Regions from separate parts of the Mus musculus genome. Here all the other regions are linked to region 4. The links are chromatin contacts, called in public HiCAR-type, Micro-C and promoter capture Hi-C maps. All regions are on one chromosome and are shown on one strand. Each heading gives the region's core, a stretch centred on a gene start, on an enhancer-like site or on the middle of the called end of the contact. The rest is flanking DNA. Distances are from core to core; before and after follow the strand shown.

Region 1 (2,973 bases), core at 391-2,890, 900 kb after region 4:
TAGAATAAAGCATCATTTTTCTAATTATTATTCAAGATCGAAGTAAAAGAGGAAATACCTATATAACGATTTACCTTTATTGCTTGTATTTTTATTGGCCTTCTGTGTCTAAAAATAAATTAGAATTTTTTCTCCAATTACTCCAAGTACAAGTATAATCTAAATGTGCAATAATGAACTTCACACTACAGAGTGAGAGTCTAAGGTGCAAGTGGTGGCTTAGTTCAAAAACTTGCAAAGAAGAGTTCTTAGTCTATTCAAAAACTGAAGTGTAACTTTATGTGTCTTACACAGTCTTCTTCATTGCTAAGAATTAACTGCAAAAGTATTATAAAAGTCCTTTAAATGTAAGTTCTTAAGAAAACAGCAAACAGGCACGTGCAGGGGTTAAAATCGGCTTTCCCGTTGCCTGTATTTTCCCTTTCATTCTGTACTTTCAGATGCCTGACTGAGGTCATCTTGCTAGTCCATCAGCCAAAAGTAGTCCCTGGGGTTGTTTTCTTCCTTAGATTGTTACCAGGTGGGTGGACCTAAGTCTTACCATCTGATTAAAACTGGGAATTAAGGGCAAGGAGCCAAAAAAGCAAAGCAAAACAAAACAAAACAGAAAGATTCATTCTGCATGGGATACATATATATTAAGAGTCCTGTCCGCACGGCCTCAAGCCGCAGTCCTTTTGACGCGAACACCCTCACACAGTGGGCAAACTTCCACGTGTTCCGGTCCTAGTTTTAAGGACAGAAATCTCCAAAGTACACACCGCGCTTGTTAACGTGTATTCCCTAGATTTTTCTTTCACACCTCATGTCTGACAGTCCATATGATTTTTACCAAAGCCAGGTTAGATAATTTAGATGACACCCTTCTATGCTGTCCACACCCACTGCCTAGACATGTCTCACAAAACCATACTTCAAAATGTAGAAAAAATATACCCCCGGACTGTTTAGTCTACACCCATCCAATGGGTCTCTAGAGACAGTCAACGTGGATCCACGTTAGAAGCATCTCTCAGGCAAACTGCTCCCCTACTTCTTGACAGCTACGCCACCTACCCGTGGAACCTGGGCCTCTGCTTCTGACCATTCTCAGATCACCTCATTCAACCTAGAGGCTAGTGGTAGGAATGGAAAGAACCGAGCAGAAGAAGCTACTCTGCGGGCGATTGGATTTCTTTCGGTGGCTTCTGCAGAGCTAAGGGGGCGGCGTGATCCGCGAGCTTAGCCTCTCGGTTCGGGGTTCGGGCTCTGTGTGGGTGGGCACGGGCAGGCCGGAGAGGCCTCGATGCAGCGACCCGGTACCTCGCAGGCCCAGGCGCCGAGGCCAGTAGCCTTCGGCCGGAGACCGACTCACCTGCCCTCTGCAGAGGCGATGGAGCGCGCGAGGCTCGCGGGGACCCAAATGCGCGGAGGTGGAGACGCTGGACACCGGGGAGGGGTGGCGAAAGCAGGAAAGCGGATTACCTAAGCGAGGATGCAGAGCCCCAAGGAGGATACAGCCTTTCCCAGAGAAACGGAAGAGGCGGAGGAGGGGCGAGAGAGGAGGAAGGGAGTGCCAACGCCTGGAGGTGGTCGCGCTGGGACCTGGCGCAATCCTCCTGTGGCGGGCACAGCCGGAGGGCAAGCCGCCAGGAAAACACCGGAGGTCACCGCAGCGAAGGCGGGGAGGCGCCCTGCCTCTCTTGGCTCCAGCAGTGCAGCCCAGTTTCTGCCAGGTCCCGGCCCCGCCTCTTTCCCCCGGGGCGGGTGGCCTCTTGCTTCTGGGGCGGGCGAGGGCATCCCACGCCAGCCAGCCTGAGTCTGGCCTCCGCGACGTCACAAGTGAAGCTTTGTCAATTTGCTTGAGAGGGCCAGAAAGGTCAGGGTTGCCTCAACCACAGTTCTTGGTGTGCATTGTTTCTTCAGAAGCACCCAAAAAGTCTTTGAGAATATTCCTCCTCCATTCATTTGAACCCTTGGTGTTATGGGTTTGACAGATGGTTTGAAGCTGTGAAGTTGGACTTCCTGCTAGAATGAGTCCCCCTGTTCTAATAGAAGCGTCTAGGTTCCTACATGTTTGTTTAGTCAAAGCAGTGTCTTCTGGACCTTATTAGTTGTGGGTCAAGGCCCAGCCAGGCAAGAAGCACATGTTGGGTGGGAAACTCATCTCTTGCTGCAACCCTTTTAAACTAATGCTCAGTGTGACTTAAAGATATAGTTGGGAGTGGTAGGTGGAAATAGAAATGGGTGGTGATGGACAAAGGGCAGCAAGGGTAAGAATTTTAAAAAGGGCAACATTCAACTTTGGGATAGAAGGGGCTCAGAGTCTCTGTGAGTGCTCTGGGCCCTTCTGTCCTGGTAAGATTTATCCGGCTTCCCTGTGATTTATTCTGTGGCTGGAACTGGGAAGCACTTCAACAATTCTAGCCTGCAGGCTTTCTCATCAACCTCTCCCCAAGCTCCCATTTATTTATGCGCAGTACTGCGATGGCACCTCACCCACTTCCATTCCCCATCCGCCTTCCATTCACTCACAGGTTCAGTGGATTCAGCCTTCTTTCTCACTTTTACTTTGTTTTGTTTTGTTTTTGGTAAGAGTCTCACTTTATAACCCTTGCTGGCCTCAAATTCGCTATCCTCCTGCTTCTGCCTTCTGGGTGCTGGGAGTACAGATGGGTGCTACCATGCCTAGATCCTCATATTGTCCTTTAGTTCCATTCTCTTAAGTCCATTCTTGGTGTTACAGCTGATATTAATTATGAAATCATATCCATGACAGCAAAATCAAGGAATAATATAAATGTGACATTTACCATAAGGAAATGGGAGTAGATTTGTATCTAGGAGCAGAACTGGGGAGGGGCTAGAGTAGGAGCTATGACTCTAGCCCATTTCTCTGCAGGTGCAGAGACCACCCTACAATACGTATCTCACTGGATCACTTGCTTGCTCTGATCTCTATTAACACTTGGAGCAAACTGCTGGTGATCAAGG
Region 2 (3,057 bases), core at 298-2,797, 990 kb before region 4:
AGGATAGATAGATAGTCCGCCTTTCAAAGTCTATTGGTGCCGCTTTTAAGTGGTTGGTTAAGCTCGTTAATTGCTTGTTAGATGCTATCAAACAATGCTCTTAGTCAAGATTCAGGAGGTTATGGGAGGGCGATACAAGGAAATTTAAAGAAAGAGAAAGGGGAAAGCTTTTGAAAGAAAGGAAGAAGGAGAGAAGGAGAAAGGAAAGAGAAATAGAGCAGGAGTATATATGTATAATGTGAATGAAAAAATACCATAAATAACTGAATGATACAAACGCAAAAGGAAACCTCTTTGGTGCAAGGCACCAAGAACCCTGTGACTGCAGTAGTGACCTGAGTCGTAGGAGACAGACTCTTCTCTCCATCTATGTCCCAAAAAGCTCTGGGCCCTGAGAACTAACATGCCATTAAGCTAAAGAGTGTGTCTAACTGCGTGGAGTGCAGCAGAAGGAAGGCTGATATCTCTCTGCTGTTTCTGCTGGGGCTAAGGAGAACCAAGCGGAGGTAGTGACTCCTGCCGGGCTAGGCTCCCTTGCCTCTCCCAGGTAGCTGGGGATCCACAGACAAGGTGTAAAACGCCCAAGTCTAACGCCCAATCACTCCAAGCTCTCCTCCGGGATGCCGCTTCTCTGTGGATTCGCCCTGTAACCCATTCTCAGCTTGGATTCAGAGAAGTCTCTCGCTGCTCCTCCGGCCTCCTGTCCAGACCAAAATTGACCTTCCAACAACATTTTGTTGAACCTTTTAGACAGCCCCACAAATAGGTTCCGGTCTGTACCTTACCAAAGAGCTCCAGGGAAAGAGAATCAAATCTAGCAGGCTGAGCTGCGGAGAGCCTGGAAGGGATAGGAGGCACAGGGAGAATGGGGAGAGCCAGCGAAACTGGCTGCTCCAGCCTGGCGAGCACTGTCGGGCTTGCTCGGGGAGCTAGCTGCTGCTGCTGCTTTAAGCCACCAGAGTCTTTTGGCTCTCGCACTGCCGCCTCTTGCCCTCTTTTCTCTGCCACCGCCTAGAGAAGCATCCTAATGCTTCTTAAGCTACCAGGACATGCCCAGCCTGGATCTCTTTCCCGGACCGGCGGCGCCAACGGGACGCCCTCTGCTCCCTACCCGCTTCCCCTATTGCCCTGTGGCTGCGGGTCCTCCACCTACTCCGCCCCCACCACATCCAGCTGGAAGACAAGGCCACCCAGCCGCAGCGGGTGCTGTCAGCCCGGGGTCACGCACAGAAGAGAGGCGCGAGCCTGGACCTCGCACACAGTAGGGGGCGTCATGGAGCAGAGAAGCCAGGCAAGTGGGAGAAAGAACGTGGGAGTAGCCGCCCTGAAGCCTGAGCTTCTCCCAGGAGCCATCCCGCCTAGACCCACTCGGGTTAGAGCCTAGAGAACTAGCCCATCTGTGGCATCAGTGGCCGCCTCCTCCTTGCACCTCCTCACCGACCCCTCCCTCCCGGGACCTGCATCGCGCTCCGCCAATCAGAGTCCGACTGCCGCTTCCCACGTGACCCCGGGCGGGCTAAGGACCTGCTGCTTCCCAAACGCCAGAGGGATGCGGGCGGCAGAGCGCGAGAGGCGGCGGCTGGGCTGCGGGGCGCTGTGACTGTCCCTCCACCCAGTCTGGTCGCGCTCTTCTCTTCGGCCGATTGGCCGCCTCCTCTCCGCACCCTGGTTTCTGTCTCCTGCTCCTCCTTTGCCCCGACCCTGTTCCTTATGGCAGCAGCTCCTTGCATCGGGGGCGCAGCTTCTCAGCGGACTATCCTCTCACTCCGCAGGCTGAGCCCGGTCACTGGATGTTGCTGAAACTCCGGAGATCATGCTCTCCTTTGGTCGCAGTATCACCGCCGGCTGTCCCTGCCGCCGCCCCCTCCTCTGCTGCCGCGGTCCGCGGGATGCTCAGTAGCCCGCTGCGTGGCCCCTGCGATCCCGTGTTCTTCAGAAGCCTTTGGTTGCTGCAGAGTTGCGCGAAGTAGTCATGGTGCTGTGGGAGTCCCCGCGGCAGTGCAGCAGCTGGACACTTTGCGAGGGCTTCTGCTGGCTGCTGCTGCTGCCCGTGACGCTGCTTATCATAGCCCGCCCGGTAAAACTCGCTGCTTTCCCTACCTCCTTAAGTGACTGCCAAACGCCCACCGGCTGGAACTGCTCCGGTAAGTCCAGACCCTCAGCCCTCTACTTCACTTCTCCAAGCGCGGAACCCGCACAGACCTGTCTACTCTCATATGTCTGCCCAGCCACTGCCTGAAACCCAGAACTTCCCACCTCAATCCTGAGAAACATTGAGAACTGCTTCAGCTAAGGCTGGGCGTGCTGGGATAGGAACAAAGTACAGGTGTGGGGAACCATAGATGTTTGCCCCTTTCAAATCGGAGGATTTAGAGAAATACTACAGAGGTAGTTCTCCATCCTGGGGGAAAACACTAACGCAGAACATTTCCCATCATTAAAAAAAATAAAAATAAAAATAAAAGAGTCTAGCCTGGATGTGCGAAAAATAACTTTATGAGAAAGAACAATCAAGAAAGCAATAAATCAAATGATGACTGCAGGGAAACTGTTAAGGCTGCCGAAAATGCTTCTGAATGCAGGGGTTTTCTAGTCAGCACTGGGCCACAGATAATTCTAAGGAGGCAAGTTTCCAGGAACGGAGTCTCTCTCTCTCTCTCTCTCTCTCTCTCTCTCTCTCTCTCTCTCTCTCTCTCTCTCTCTCTCTCTTCCTCCTCTCCTCTCCTCTCCTCCCCTCCCCTCCCCTCCCCTGCCCTCCCTTCTCCTCTCCTCTCCTCCCCTCTCCTCTTCCTCCCCCTTTTCTTTCTCTTTTCTCCTCTAGCTTGTTCTGTCTATACCTCCCTAGCTCTCTCTTTTGCTCTCTCTAGCGCTCCCTCTCCCTCCCTTTTCTTCTCTCCTTTCACCCCCACCCCCACTCTCTTCTCTCTTCCTTTGGCTGCAAATGCCATTGACTTTGAAAGACATTGATTTTGTAGCCAAAGTATGCCCATCCAAGTTCTTATGTGGAGGACAGAAGTTGAGAAAGAAGCAAACATAGATCCCCGCCCCCTCCCCCAC
Region 3 (2,997 bases), core at 497-2,996, 580 kb after region 4:
TAATCTACGTACTTGATGAAATTTATTAGGCATAATAGCTCACTAAAATTTTCTGTATCATCTAGATGAATCTTAAGAATTTGTCATCTGAAATATATTCACAACTAAAGGACAGAATGAAGTAAAATTTCCAGTGCCCCATGCTGTCACTAATACAGTCCCACACAACAGGAGACTGGGCCTCAGGAGAGAAAAAGCATGCTCAGTAGTGGAATGGCAGGCTAAGCATAAGATGGTCAAGTCAAAAAAAAAAAAAAAAAAAAAAAAAAAAAAGAAAAAGAAAAGAAAGAAAGAAAGAAAGAAACAAATTATCTCCCTAGCACTTCTTGAAATTATTTTCTTTCAAGATGTAATGTTCCAGTATCTAAACTGGAAACAGAGATGAAGAAGGCTGACTGCACTGCCTATCTACAAATTCTCAACAGCATACTTATTTATCTGCTTGAGCTTACTGAAAGAACAGAATTAAATGTCTCAAAAGATGCAAGCTGGAGGAAGAAACCTTCAATCCAAGTCACTTGTGCTGGCACAGAAGCTGGGTGTGAAGCAGCTCTTTGAATCTCAGGAAGATAGCCTCCACCCTGGTCGGCTATCCGATACAATGGACCCTATACATCCTCTCTCCAGTATCTCTTCTTAAAACCGGCAGATGAATTATAAATGTCATAACATATATTGTACAAAGAAAGATTTTTCAAAAAGTGAATATTTAAAAAGGGTAATTCGCTGCGTGTACAAAACAGCGAACCATTTCGGATGTGACTAATCTTATTTTAAATTCGGTTCCTCTGCTCCTATGCAATCTAATATTAACTATTAAAACTGCCAAAATATTTTTATACGAGATCTTAGAATCTCCTTAGAGATTCTGATCTTTGCACTCCGTAAAGTTGGCAGGCACGTCACTGGCAAACCAATCGGTAGTGACAACTTACTCCAAACCAGCTCTTTCGGATCAAATTGTAAATTAGCAGGCAATCCAAAATTTCCCAAGCCTCCCTGAGCCAGGGCACGGTTCCCGCTGGTCGCCCGCTGCAAAACTTGGTCAGCTCAACCTACAGACGCAAATTCCAGCTCTACCCAGGAGATTCCTTGCAGATCTCCCGGGTTGACCGTACTTCGGTGTCTGTCCCCGTAAGGTCACACACCTGCGTCCAAAGCTTCTCTGTCCTACACGTGTCTGCACATTCCCCACTCAGCCTCAAAGGCTCGGCGACTCCCGCTTCCCTGCACCTGGGTGCCAAGTTTCTGAAAGCCACTTCCAAGCAAAACTCTCCTTCCGCTCTGAAAACACAACTACAGTAGGAAGGGGCGGATAACAGGAAGAAAGCGGAGACTCAGCGGCACTTTTCGGAAGTCCCTGGTCGCCCCGGAGCTGGCACCCCACGCGGGCCCGCGAGCGCGTCCTCCCCGCACAGCCCGCGCCCCCCGCCCGGCAGGACGCGACGGCCCCGCCGAGCCACGCGTCCGCGCCCCCCGCTCCATCTCGAGGCCCTCCCGGTACCTACGCGGCCCGCAGCTGCGGCGCGCTCCGCGACGACGGCTCTGCCGGGCTCCTGCGGCGGCTGCGGCGGCCGGGACGCCCCCGCGCCCATCGAGGGGGGCAGGGACGCGGTGGGCGCGCGCTCCGTCCCCCGCCCGCCCCGACGGCGCTCGCTCGGTCGCGCGGGCGGAGGCTCGGGCGGAGGCGGGCGGCGGCGGCCCCGGGCGCCCTCCCTAGGCCTCTCCCGCCGCCCCTCCCTCGGCCTCTCCCTCTCCCTCCCCCGCCACCTCCGCCGCCCCCGCCCCGCCCCGCGCGCTGTCACATCGGGAGATTCCGCTCTTGCTCCATTCGCCGCTCCGGCTCCCGCCCACGCGCGGCCGAGTGACGCAGATCCCGGCGTGGGCGGCCGCGGGGCGGGGGTGGGGGCCGGCGGGGCTGAGGCTCGGCGCGGTCCCGGGGGTGGCCCATTCCCACGGCAGCTGGGAGCGCGCGGGTGGGGGCGCGCGCGCGGGTCGGAGGAGGAGGAGGCTTCCGTGGATCCGCGGACAGCGCTGCCTGCCAAGCCCCGCACCGGGCCCGCCCAGGAGGGAGGGGGTGGGGGGGGTACAGAACCGCAGGTGCGGTGCGGACCTGTCCCTCCTCGCCCACTCCACCCTGTCCCCACCCTCGCCCAGGCCTGGTTTGAGGAGGGAGGAAAGGGAAACTCTGGCCTGGTGGCTTAATGACACCCTTTTCATGTCTGGAAACCTTGTGTTACTTTACAGGCCATTCTCTGTTGTCTTCCTGTAGGCAAATGACACACTCCTGGTGCTGTCTTGAGCGTGTCAAAATAGAGTTCTTAAGGCAAGGTGTAGACATTTTGAGCTTGGTTTGCATAAACTTTTCTAGCCAAAGAAAGTGTTACAGCACCTCAAAAGCTAAAGCTATTGCCAAAATTTTAAGGGGAAAAAAATTAAATCTATTTTTGCCTTCCTTGGGGAGGGGGTTTCAAAGAAAAGAATTCAAGTTTTAATGGTGTGCTCTTACTGCAATACAGGTAGAATCCTGTTTTAATGTACATATAAAAATCCAGTTTTATATAGGAGGCCGTTCCCACTTCCTGGCTGGCCTCCCAGAGTGTGCCTACTTGGTTGAAGGGGATACAAGGCATTCTTTGAGAAGAGAAATTCTTTAAACCACATCTTTATGTTGCAACAATGGGTGGGATGATAATATTGAAAGAAAAAGACCTTATTAAATAAACCATTTTTTCTTTTTGTAAAAACATGTTCTACAAATGAGTGATGTCAATGGAATAGATATGTACTTAAATGCATAAATATATAAACATATAGTTACATGGTTAAGTATACATTTAAGCTGAAATATCTTCCCTGTTAGTGACAAGCCTGTCTAGAATAGTTGGTATTTTAAATAATTATTCTTAGTTCCTCAAATTCTTCAGAAGAAATAACAGCTACAAGTGTCTCCCTGCCACTCCAATTGTCAGTGTTTATGCTCCTGCTCAGCGAAGA
Region 4 (2,936 bases), core at 243-2,742:
TCTCAGAGGGCAAAAGCAGGCAGTATCTCTGAGTTTCAGGTCAACCAGGGAATAAACCATGTCTCAAAAAGTTTTTTGGTTTTTGGTTTGGTTTTGGTTGTTTGTTTGTTTGTTTGTTTGTTTTCTTCTTAGACAGGGTTTCTCTGTATAGCCCTGGCTGTCCTGGAACTCACTTTGTAGACCAGGCTGGCCTTGAGCTCAGAAATCCGCCTGCCTCTGCCTCCCAAGTGCTGGGATTAAAGGCGTGCACCACCACGCCCGCTTTGGGGTTTAGTTTGTTAGCCTATCCGAGCCACAATAAAATCCACAGATACACATGCACACATATATCCTGATTCATTGTGAAAAATATTTCAAAACAAAACAAACAAAACAAAAGAAGCCCTCTTCGTCCGTTATAAATAACAAGATCTGCCTTCAGCAAACTCCCATAGCCAGAGCCTAGAACTTCAAGAAAGAACAGAACTTGCTGCACCAATTAGTGCTAGGCCGTAGTATGAACAAAGCACCGCAAATAAACTCCACAGGCCTTTAGACAGAAGGTTGTGTTTGTAATTAACTCCAACGCACTCTCATTACCCCCTCCCCAGAGCTCCACCCAGCCCAGCGCCCTGCAGGGCTCCCGTTCCCAGTCTGGTTTCCATTCGAGCCCCGCCCCCTTCCCCTTGCCTCTCTGGGACTGTGAATCAATCCCATCCCGGGCAGGAAACGGGACCCGGGGCAGCCCCCTCCGCTGTGGCGGAACAAAGGAGCGGAGCGCAGCTGCACTCGCAGGGCGATCCATCGGGTCCGGTCGCCCCTCCGGGTGCGCCGCGGCCGGGGCACACCGCACCTGAACCCCACTCCCCAGGACGCCCCATTGTTCCACCTCCGCCTCCACCTCCGCTTCTCCTTCCCACAGGAAGCCATAAGCTTGTCCTTCCATAGAACCTGGGGCCGGGAAACTCCAGTGGGCCAGAGGGATGGAGGGGGATGCGAGTGGGCCCGCGGGAAGCAGGGTTCCCCAGTGCCCGTAGGTAGGAAGCCAATAACACAAAGTGAGAGAACAACTTAGTTTGTAAGCCCCTTCCCTCTCCTGCCGCCCCCGAAGCCACACGGGGCCGCGATCACCCTCGACGACCTCGAGCGCGCGTGGGTTCACGGTGGAGTGCCTCCGCGCCCCACAGGAGCGCCCCGGGAGCTGATGACCCGGGATTGCAGGCTGCGGCTGAGCCTGGGGCCGCGCGCACAAAGGCACGGGCGGGAAGGGAGCCGGCACGGGGGAGTGCAGCGTACCTCGCCCGGCAACCGCTCGGCCACTCCGTCTCCGCGTGCTGCTCGCTGGCCGCCGCCTGGGGAACGCGGGTCAGATCCGATGCGGGGCTTGTGCCACAGTTGCTGCCGGGGATCCCGCGCCGCTCAGCCGACCGTGCGTTCAGTGCACCCACACCGCGTCCGCCGGCTGGGCTCCGAGTGCGCTGGCTAGAGGCGCGGCGGCGGCGCGGCCACTCCCCTCTCCCGGCGGGGGCGGCGACCTCACCGCCCGGACGCGCCCCTCGCTCCCTGGCCGCGGTTCACCCAGGCGCGCAGGCCGCACAGCGCCCCCCGGTGAGCACCCGGCGGGCGGGGACACCCAGGAAAGCGCACTGGCCCTTCACCTTGGCCACTGCATGATCCGCGAACTGCAGACCAGAGATGCAGAGCCGAACAGCTGCAAGAGCCTGGGCGCGAACCTCAGCAGAGAGAATATTCTTCTCCACATTGCCTACCCTCCTAGGTCCAAGTTTGGGTGCCCAAAAATATCACAAAATGACAATTTAATGGAAGAGAAAATGGCCTGCCATGTGAGGCTTTTATTGTCTCTGTCACTGACATACATATTGAATATACCATTAGGTACTGAGCAATGACTGGCAATCACTTGGCCATGGTAGAGGGTCTGAAGACTCAGGACTCCCAGCTTCTCACTCCAGGTGTCTTCACCACGCTGGGATTCGGGACAAGCCACATGACCCTGGGTCTGGCTTGTTCCTGGAAGAGGTAAGGGTGTTCATCAAACTTACTCATGGGGTGAGGTGAGGATTACATGGCTGGGGTGTTAAAAGCGCGGCAGACACAGTAATTATTACTCATGAATCTGACGACTTTATCCTATAATGAAATAAATTGCCATAAATGGGGCCAGGTTTAAGTGCACTGACCTATATCTGGATACTGTCACTGAAAGGAGGCGAACCAAAGATTTCCAACCTTATATAGTCACTCTGTCCCTCCAGCACAGGCCCCAGGACTTCTCAGAGGCTACCAAGACCCTCCTCTACAAACTGACCTGCTGGGAATTCTAGCATCATTGACGGAACCAGCATCAGTTAGGTCTTCAGTCGGCATGGTAATGGTTTAAGCTAACATATTTTGAGTAGTGGATACAATTTTATTTAATCTTCACAAAAACCTGTGAGGTAAGTTACTTTTCAATTTTTGTTTTTGAGGCCAGGACAAACAAAGTCTGAGAGCTTTTTTTTCTTCCTTCCAGCTTATATACAACTATGGAGAACCTCCACAAATTCTTTGGTACACCTCTCATTGAGGAGTGCCATTTGATTGCCCTCCTCTTGAATACAGGCTGGACTGAATTCTAACAAATGGGATACAGTTGGTGGTATGACCAACCCAGCTCTCTCTCTCTCTCTCTCTCTCTCTCTCTCTCTCTCTCTCTTTCTCTCTCTCTCTCTCTCTCTCTCTCTCACTGTGAGGGAGCACACAGAAGCCAGGTATAGCCATATATTCCAGACTAAGAGTGCCCGCATCTGCTCACTGTCCCAGCCATGTGGCTGTGTGAGCCTTAAAGTTGACTTAGTCACAGTCACCTTATACTACATGAAGTAAGACCTAGAGTGAAACCCCAGCTAACTCAAGTCAGTCTCCAGAAACATGAAGTGAAGGAGGGTTTGTCATTG

Evidence for each region. Promoter capture Hi-C pulls out the DNA fragments that hold promoters and counts their contacts. A called contact is a pair of places that touch in the nucleus more often than the background predicts. HiCAR-type assays count read pairs that join an accessible place to other places.
Region 1: a promoter capture Hi-C map of liver shows a contact between it and region 4, with 2.3 times the contacts expected there. The contact joins the promoter of Inpp1 here to the promoter of Myo1b in region 4. A contact is called at or near these places in 3 of 39 promoter capture datasets (cranial neural crest and liver).
Region 2: a HiCAR-type map of astrocytes shows a contact between it and region 4, with 2.7 times the contacts expected there. The contact joins the promoter of Tmeff2 here to the promoter of Myo1b in region 4. A contact is called at or near these places in 1 of 39 promoter capture datasets (cranial neural crest) and 1 of 115 datasets of contacts at active chromatin or transcription factors (astrocytes).
Region 3: a Micro-C map of embryonic stem cells shows a contact between it and region 4, with 6 times the contacts expected there. The contact joins the promoter of Nab1 here to the promoter of Myo1b in region 4. A contact is called at or near these places in 1 of 39 promoter capture datasets (liver), 1 of 484 Hi-C or Micro-C datasets (embryonic stem cells) and 1 of 115 datasets of contacts at active chromatin or transcription factors (pancreatic cancer cells).

Annotation. Positions count from the first base shown.
Region 1 is chr1:52,816,048-52,819,020 of GRCm38.p6, forward strand. Inpp1 (inositol polyphosphate-1-phosphatase) reads right to left here and starts at 1,641. Exons shown (of 6, transcript NM_008384.2): 1 at 1,355-1,641.
Region 2 is chr1:50,925,976-50,929,032 of GRCm38.p6, forward strand. Tmeff2 (transmembrane protein with EGF-like and two follistatin-like domains 2) reads left to right here and starts at 1,548. Exons shown (of 10, transcript NM_019790.4): 1 at 1,548-2,144. The coding sequence starts at 1,973.
Region 3 is chr1:52,498,702-52,501,698 of GRCm38.p6, forward strand. Nab1 (Ngfi-A binding protein 1) reads right to left here and starts at 1,747. Exons shown (of 8, transcript NM_008667.3): 1 at 1,509-1,747.
Region 4 is chr1:51,914,486-51,917,421 of GRCm38.p6, forward strand. Myo1b (myosin IB) reads right to left here and starts at 1,493. Exons shown (of 31, transcript NM_001161817.2): 1 at 1,276-1,493. It overlaps Gm33795 (a long non-coding RNA gene), which reads left to right and starts at 1,677. Exons shown (of 3, transcript XR_001778914.2): 1 at 1,677-2,019; 2 at 2,256-2,438; 3 at 2,513-2,936.